Regions from separate parts of the Mus musculus genome. Here region 2 is linked to region 1. Evidence: chromatin contacts called from public Micro-C data. All regions are on one chromosome and are shown on one strand. The core of a region is the stretch at or near the end of the contact, and the rest is flanking DNA. Distances in the headings are between cores, read along the strand shown. Region 1 overlaps Gm29536 (predicted gene 29536). Region 2 overlaps Ap1s3 (adaptor-related protein complex AP-1, sigma 3).

Region 1 (4,097 bases), core at 1,531-4,030:
GATTTACCAAGTGGACTTCTATGAAACTTTGTTTGGCTTGTGTTTTTCATCTATCCAGAGCTCTATATGAGTTTCTCTGTAATTCATCAACTGGGTAGCTTCTAACATTTGGTGCATATTTAAATCATTCATTAAATTTTACAACAAACCATTGGTAAGGTGATACCAACTCAAAGGTAAAAGAAATAGTAACTCAAATGGTTATTTTCCTCAAACAGAAACTCTGAGTAGAATAAAAAATTAAAACCTGATCATGGATCTTATTCTTTTTAGTTTCTTCTCACTATCAATATATTTGTAAATGAAAATGCCCCTTCCTGCACCCCCACCTCCCAGCCCTCCACCCCCTACCCTTTGTATTTGAGTACTTAGTCATCAAGGGATGACACTATTTGAGAAGAATTAGAAGGATTGGAGGCCTTGTTGGAGGAGATGTGTCACTGGGGGTTAACTTTGAGGTTTCAAAAGTTCAAGGCTTTCTCTCTCTCTCTCTCTCTCTCTCTCTCTCTCTCTCTCTCTCTCTCTCTCTCTCTCTCTCTGACTGTAACTGATAATGAAACTCCATGCCTCTGAAACTGTAAACAAGCTCTGACTTAATGCTTTCTTTTCTAAGAGTTGCCTTGATCACAGTGTCTCTTCACAACAGTACAACAGTGGCTAAGTTAAATATTGTCCTTGTTGGATTTTGTTGTCACCTTAGTACAACATAGTATTAACTACAAAGAGGGAACCTCAGTTAAAGAATTACCTAGATCAGATTGCCTGAGGCCATGTCTATGAGAAACTGTCTTGAATAGTGATTGATAAGTGAGGGCCCAGCCTACTTTGGGTGGCACAGTCCTTAGGCAAATGGATTTGGGTTGTATTAGAATGCTAGTTAAACATGAGCCAGAGAGTAATCCAGTAAGCAGGATTCCTCCAGAGTTCCAGATCTAGGTTCCTAGTTTCCTGACTCAAGTTCCCTTGATGGATCATTACCTGGAATTGTAAACTGAAATAAACCCTTTGCTACTCATATTACTTTGACTGTGATGTTCACCATAGCAACAAAAAGCAAAGCAAGATAAACATCAACAGTTGCTCACTCTAAGATCAGGGATTCAAGGTTTCAAAAAGTAATCACTTTCTCTCAGTGTCAAGATGTACCTATCTGACATTAAGCAGAATCTTTAAGAGATGAGATAATTCCTTCAAGGTCTCCTTTGCAGACATTTCCTCTAGCACTGTCCTGTTTTTTTTTTTTTTTCTTATTACATTCAATAATACTCACTGAGGTATTTTCAATTACACTGTTATTACTCTTCCCTTTAAAAGTTTCTCAAATTTTAGTGTTTAAAATAATCATTTAAGGAGTTTGTTAAAAATGTACATTTTCCAAGCTCTATTCCTGGAGATTCTGAATGGGAGAAAGTAGATCACCAGCCAAGAATCTGTTTTGAAAACAAGAAGGTAGACATGCATTGGACCACCTCTGAGCAACTCTGCTCTAGATAAGTGGTCCATGCATAGGAAAGCAGGTATACAGAATACAGTTACTTCAAGTTAATTTTTTATTTTTTTAACATCTGCCAGGCCCTGTGATTCAGCTTTTTGGAGATGATTTTAACACATGATACCTTTCCAGAGATGCTGTGATCAAACTTTAGTCATAGACATGATGCCTACTCAGTGCTTGTTATAAGTTTGATCATTTTTACAGTTTCTCTTGTAAGAAAACAGAAATGATGGAAATAACAAATTGTTGCAGCTCAATGTTATTCTCAGCTTAGTCATACCCAGAACTATAAGTTCTCACTTCAATGAACAGAATCTCCAGAACTTTCAAGTCTGCTTCCTGTAATTTTCACCTCCTGCCCTTTGATGCTAACTTTAAATATGTTGGCAGCTAATAACCTGAGAGGGGTCTGCCTGTGTAGCCTATCACAAAAGAACTGGTAGCATTGTAATTTGGTTTCATCATTGCCAAGAAGATCTGTTGATATTGGGGAAGGAGGCTGTTAAGAACTCCCAAAATGTCCTAATCTTTGAGAAATTAAGCAGTGGAGGTCAAAGTGGGGGAAAGGAGATAATGTCATGTTTATTTTAGGATAAGACCAAAAAACTATTTCACAAGGAAGATATGTGCTGAGTCTTCATGGCAACTATAAACATGTCATTCAACTGAGTCTCTATGGCAACCACTGATGTGTCACTCAGCTTTTACTATAGACTAAAGAAAGAGCAGCCCCCTCTGCTTCTTTGTCTTTTGAAGACCTGTAATTGTCTTGTGTACATGGATGCTAAGTCCAGTTTGGAAAATTAAAGTCATTGAACTGTTCTTGAATCCCTACAAAAATACCAAAATGTCCATAAGAAATGTTGAAGAAGACAGCAAATAAATTAGATTTAGAAGGTATAGGTTTTAGTTTAGGAACCAGAACCCAACTTCCTAGAGTGTCAAGGATTTAAATTGACATTCTGTTCAACAAAGGTTGTTAAGAATATTGGCTATGAGTCAGACTCCTAAGGACTTAATATCTCCTCTGCTACCTCTGACTGATAAACTTGTGTAAATTGTTGCCTCTAAGCCCCATGTCCTTATTTGAAAAGGGAAATAACAACAATACATATTGTACTAAAGAAGTAAATGACACCAAGTGAGGGAACAAAGATTCCATAAACATAATGGTTGAACAAACAAATGTTTCCCCAATTACAAGGACATTAAACAGCTGTAGCTATGGAGACATGACTCACATTTGAGTGTATGAAGCTTCTCCCAACCACTGCTTCCGCTTCATCCCGACAAAAAGTAATCATGATTGTTGGTTCAATGTCAACATTTCCTTAAAAGGAGGCTGTGTCTCTCTATGTATTAAGGAGATGAGGCAAGGAGTCAGGGGAAATGAATCAGTGGAGCGAAGTTAATAATGAAGTTTCTGCAGAAATTAGAGAGTTAATCCATTACTGTTAGGTACATTAGAAAAGTAAGATTGTGGATAAGCATATATTTTGCTTTTTCTGTATAGTTTCTATGAAATGTAAGTGAAAGATTTCAAGTATTTTAAAACTATATTTGGTGTCTAGACCAATTGCTCTCTGCCTTAATACAGTTCTTGAACTATAGCTCTGCAGAATTAGTAGTAGGAGTTTTACAACTTGTGATAGAAAAACTTAAATCCAGAGAAACGGCTAAATCTACTTAGACTTTTATGTGTGCTAAATCCCACCTTTGGATGAAACACAAAGAATAGAGATATATCTTTCTACCTTCTGAAGTCACAAGATATTTCCAAGTGTAACAAAGACCCAGAGCCAGAGGCTATAGGAAGGTTATAGGAAGGAATAGGAAGGCTATTTCTTCTCTTTGGCCTGTGGCAATCTGCTCCAAACTGGAGTCAATCCTTTCACAAGTCCCACTGTGTCAAACTACAACCAGACTTTGTTGGCTAACAACTTCTGACCAGCATTTCTGGTCACTATAGGGTGGCTAAAACTCAAAAAATGGACAAGAGACTTAATATTCTTATATTAAGAAATTTATCAACAGGGATCTTAGTGAGATCCAGGGCCAGGATGGCGACATGGCTAAAGATCCTTAGTAGCACAAAATCAAACTGCTATTTGTCTCCCCTTACTGTTAGACAGCATGCCCTCCCTAAAATTTACTAGTGGTAGATGTTGAGACCATAGGTTTCAAAATGTACCATCTCATGTAAAGATGAGTTAATGTATGACATCTAGGAAAGTACTGCCTAATATTTTGTGGAAATGTCAGGTTGACAGAATGACAACTTTACAAAATAGCTAAGTGCTCAAAGTCACTAGAGAAAAAGGTGTGTTATAGAACAAATGTCAAACCAAATGGGAAATCTACAGATGGGAGAGGAAGTCTAGTCACAGTGGAGGTGTCTCCTAGCTTTTACTAGGAACATGATAGGCTTACTAGACTATTTTTACTCTGTCAATACATTTTATTTGCCAAAGGATAAACTGAAATTTAAAGTAGGACTAATATATATATATAATTAAAATGATAACAATGTGTCAAAGTATTCAAGTTATAAAGGAAAATAAAAATATTTATGGAAAAATATCCAAGAGTGAAGTGTCATTGT
Region 2 (4,282 bases), core at 1,113-3,612, 450 kb after region 1:
CCTTCCATGGGCTGGGCGGAGGTTAGCACTGTATCAAATGTGAGCGAAGGTTCAGTGTCATAAAACAGGAGGGGAAGAACACAGTAGTCCGCTCTTAATCACAAGCCCCAGAGAAAAGAGGCAGCTGGTTCAGGAGCTGCAGTCACATGGTTGCCAAGAAAAGCGTGGTGGTTACTACTACCAAGTCTTCGAGAAACCTGACATCTAGACAATTAGAGAACCGTTTTAATGTTCGTAACTAACTGTAATCAAAACAAAAAGACACTGATTGTGCTAAATAAAACTCACTTTGTGGGAACATGATCTCTGAGCTGTCTTTGCCTGTGGGTCTCACTTTAAGATACTGAATAAAAATGATGGCAGAGGGCTGATGAGATAGCTCAGACGTTAAAGAACCTGCTGTTCCAACATGAGGACCTGAGTTCAAACCCCCGTAGCCCACGTAATGTTGGATGCAGTAGTGCCCCCTAATATAAGCCTTAGAGGCTAATTCAGGAGAATGCCCCAGAAGTTTACCAATCAACTAGCCTGACCTCCAGAGTGGCACACAAGAGACCGTGTGTCAAACACAGTGGGAAATGAAACCTGATACCAGAGGTTGTCCTCTGATCTCCACAGGCATACAGAGCACATGAACACTCACACATACACATACATACAAATATTTTGTAAGTGCTGGCTGAAGGTTCTCACTGAAATATAGCTTCATTCGGATCCAAAGATTTTGCTTTTGGGATTTTAAAGTTGCTTATTTGAAGATGTGCTTCTCCGGGCTCAAGAATCTTGCTTCTACCTCTCAACTTAATATTATTGTTGAGTCAATTCTGGGACCCAGTTCTCCAGTTAATATTTATTCAACAAACCTTGTAGTTTATTTCCTCAAGATTGTAAACCAAGGTTCTGTTTCAATATAAAAAGAAGAAAAAAGTACACGAATATACTGAATCTCGGAATCTCATTTTTTGCCTCTTCTCGCCAGCCTTTGTCTTGAAGATGTAGAAAGGCAATCACACTGGCTGGCGTGTGTCGAGCTTTCGCAGTCCTTGCACACCATCTGGTGGCAGAGCTGGATGCTGAGAACATGAGAAATGGTCAGTAAAGGAGGCAAATTAAGCTTAAGGAGGACAAAAGACTGAAAATAGAAAAAAGAGGCATGGTGGGCGGGAGGGGGGATGACACAGAGGTCATTCATATGTGTTGGGTGTGTGTCAGCTATGAGTAATAGGCAAATCAAAAGGGTGGCCACCAAGAATAGCCTTATGGTCATTTGTGTAAAACTTTAAAGTTCTCTTCACAAAAAAAAATTTATCATAAGAGTGTTAATCATCCACCTATATGGCACAATAACATTTATTGAAAGGGAGGAACAATGAAAAAAAAGAAAGTTAGGATAGGTAGGCTTTTTCTCCATTGAGTAGCTTCAAAATCACACACACACACACACACACACAAACACACACACACACACACACACACAAGATAGAGAAGATAGGTGTTAGATAGATAGACAGAGAGACAGACAGACAGACAGCCAAGCACAGTGCAGACACCTATGATCCTAATACTTCAGATGTGGAAGCAGGAATTCAAGGTCAGCTCTATAAGACCCTGTCTCAAAAACAACAATAACAATTCTTTTTACTGGGGCTGGAGAGATGGATCAGTGGTTAAGAGCCACTGACTGCTCTTCCAGAGGCCTTGAGTTCAGTTCCCAGCAACCACATGGTGGCTCACAACCATTTGTAATAGAATTTGATGGCCCTTTCTGGTGTTTCTGAAGACACTTACAGTTACCCATATGCATAAAATAAATAAATTTTTAAAAATCTTTTTATTACAGTAGAGCTATACAGTGTTAATAAAGTAAGAACCATCAGCCACCAAGGAAAGAAAACAAGAAAGGGGGGGGGAGGGAGGGAGGGAGGGAGGGAGGGAGGGAGGGAGGGAGGGAGGGAGGGAGGGAGGAAGGAAGGAAGGGAGGAAGGAAGGAAGGGAGTCGTCATACCAAGAGACAGGACAAGAAACCTGAGTGGATGGAATTATGTCAGCCAAGCATTCACATGTTGACGTTCTAAACTGAAGAACCTCAGAATTTTATCTTCTATAGAGACAGATTTGCTGCTAGGAAAAGTCAGTTAAAATGAAGCCAAACTGATAAGAGTGTGGACTACCACCACCTAGTATCACCAGACTGGTGGACTCATAAATTCGACCATTTTGGGCCCAGCTACTTGCACACTGTCATGTGAAGATAAAGGCAGAGATTGTGGCAATACTGAAGGCTGCTGGCAAACCATAAAGGCCTGGGCCAAGAGCACAGCATGGTTCATCTGAGTTCCCAGAAGGAGCCAGCCCTGACTGCCCATTCCTTATCTTCTTGCAGCGTGTGAGTCGGTACGTCTGTTGCTGATGTCATCTGGCTCACGCTTCTTGGCTATAGCAGGCCAGCAGACTAATCAAACTCTGCCTCTCACTTTGAATTCTACAACTTTCTTTTTTTCTGTTTTAAAAATTATCGCTGAGCACTGGTAGATCCAGTAGAACTCAGGAAGCAGAGCTAAGTGGATCTCAAGTTCTACAGCCTGGTCTACAGAGCAAATTCTAAGACAGACAGAGGGTTAAACAGAAAAACTGTCTCGATAAAAAAAAAAAAAAAAATTAAACCGGGCAGTGGTGGCACACGCCTTTAATCCTAGCACTTGGGAGTCACAGGTAGGCAGATTTCAGAATTCGAGGCCAGCCTGGTCCTACAGAGTAAGTTAGTTCCAGGACAGCCAAGGCTACGAAGAGAAACCCTGTCTCCAAAAACAAAACCAACAAACAAACAAACAAAAACAAAACAACAAGAACAAAAAACTAATATATATATATATATATATATCATTATTTTCTAATTTGTTATAAGTCAACATCATAAAAACAAATCAACCTCATTCCTGGAATAAAATCAACAAATCAACAGACTTCATTCAACTTAGCAAATATTTATTATCTACCAGACTGACATATTTTTTAATGGAATAACCATTTTCTAGACTCATAAAATGAAAAGAACATTTATCAGGCAAAACTAAAACACCTACAAACCATTGTACCTTAAAACTTTAGAAGTTCTCCATGAACATGAGTATAAAGATAATCAACAAAATATGAGCAAATCAAATCTACTACAAGTGGGATTATAGCCCATGAATAAGCTAGATTTAGTCCAAGGACACAAGTTTGGCTTAACAATTTTTAATCAATTCATCCATCACACGAATACCCTACAGAATTAAAAAAAAAAAAAACACTATCATATCAACAGACACAGTAAATTCACTGCAAAAATCCAGCACCCACACATAGGAATGCTCAGCACATTAAGAATAGGAGGCTATGTTTTTAATCTAATAAAGACCCAGTACAGAAAAACCAACAGCTAACATTATACTACGGTCATAAACTAGCCAGTGGCTCTTGATATGGATCCATGGCAAGAATGGCCTCTATCACCACTACTTTTCTCTATTGATTGCATTAGGTAGAATGCCTAACTAATGAAGTAAGACAAAAAAGGGAACTGAAAGGAATATATGCTAGAAAAGTAGAGAAGTTAAGAGCCAGAGAACTTAGGACCATAACCTAGATGGCTCAGCAATAAGCAATAAAGTTAGAAAGATCTGTGTACTCAGAGCCAAGGGCTCTTTGCGCTCAATGAACTAGACCAATGTTTCTTGCTAACTACTCTTCAACTATTACTATTCTTCACCTCTTACATATGCAAATAATTACAGTCGTGTCTTATGTAGGTCTCTGGTCTTGAGACCTACATATAGTCTCTATGGTCATATGGTATTTAATGACTGACATGTCTGGAGTATATACCAGACACTATGTTAAGCATTTCACATGTAGTATCTTATTTAATTAATATGACTCAAATTGAAAGATGTGGGTGTTATTACTCAACTCAATTAAAAAGAAACCTGGAACTATCAAAGTTGAGTATGTTGATGTTATTTCAATTAACTGCCTATAACTCTAAGACTCTGAAGACAGCCTTTAAAACCAGAACCCATTTTCTAAGCAGCTCTACATTGATTCCTGAGGCATGAGCAAAAAATACATGCACTGGCACCAAGTCTTGTCCATTTTTAATGTCAATGTTTGATAAAGTCAATCTTTATAAGATGGAGACAGCTCTCAAGCCTCAATCTACCCGATACCAGAGATTACTAGGTTGATTATGGAAGCAAGCAAGGGAGGACCAGAGACCTCAAAGGGCTTCTTAGAGATCATA

What was found. A called contact is a pair of places that touch in the nucleus more often than the background predicts.
Region 2: a contact with region 1 is called in a Micro-C map of granulosa cells, with 2.5 times the contacts expected there. The contact joins two enhancer-like sites. A contact is called at or near these places in 6 of 484 Hi-C or Micro-C datasets (cortical neurons, embryonic fibroblasts, granulosa cells and 1 more) and 1 of 115 datasets of contacts at active chromatin or transcription factors (differentiating embryonic stem cells).

What each region holds. Positions count from the first base shown.
Region 1 is chr1:79,188,516-79,192,612 of GRCm38.p6, forward strand. The region is part of intron 1 of Gm29536 (predicted gene 29536); the gene reads right to left. Among named protein-coding and RNA genes, the nearest start is that of Gm29536, 34 kb to the right of the region's middle. Within about 2 kb of position 2,781, at least 10 of the 459 cell types and tissues checked have an H3K27ac peak or open chromatin away from gene starts, as enhancers often do. A contact at or near this core is called in granulosa cells, where this site is marked.
Region 2 is chr1:79,639,294-79,643,575 of GRCm38.p6, forward strand. All of the region lies in intron 1 of Ap1s3 (adaptor-related protein complex AP-1, sigma 3), which reads right to left. Among named protein-coding and RNA genes, the nearest start is that of Ap1s3, 31 kb to the right of the region's middle. Within about 2 kb of position 2,363, at least 27 of the 459 cell types and tissues checked have an H3K27ac peak or open chromatin away from gene starts, as enhancers often do. A contact at or near this core is called in granulosa cells, where this site is marked.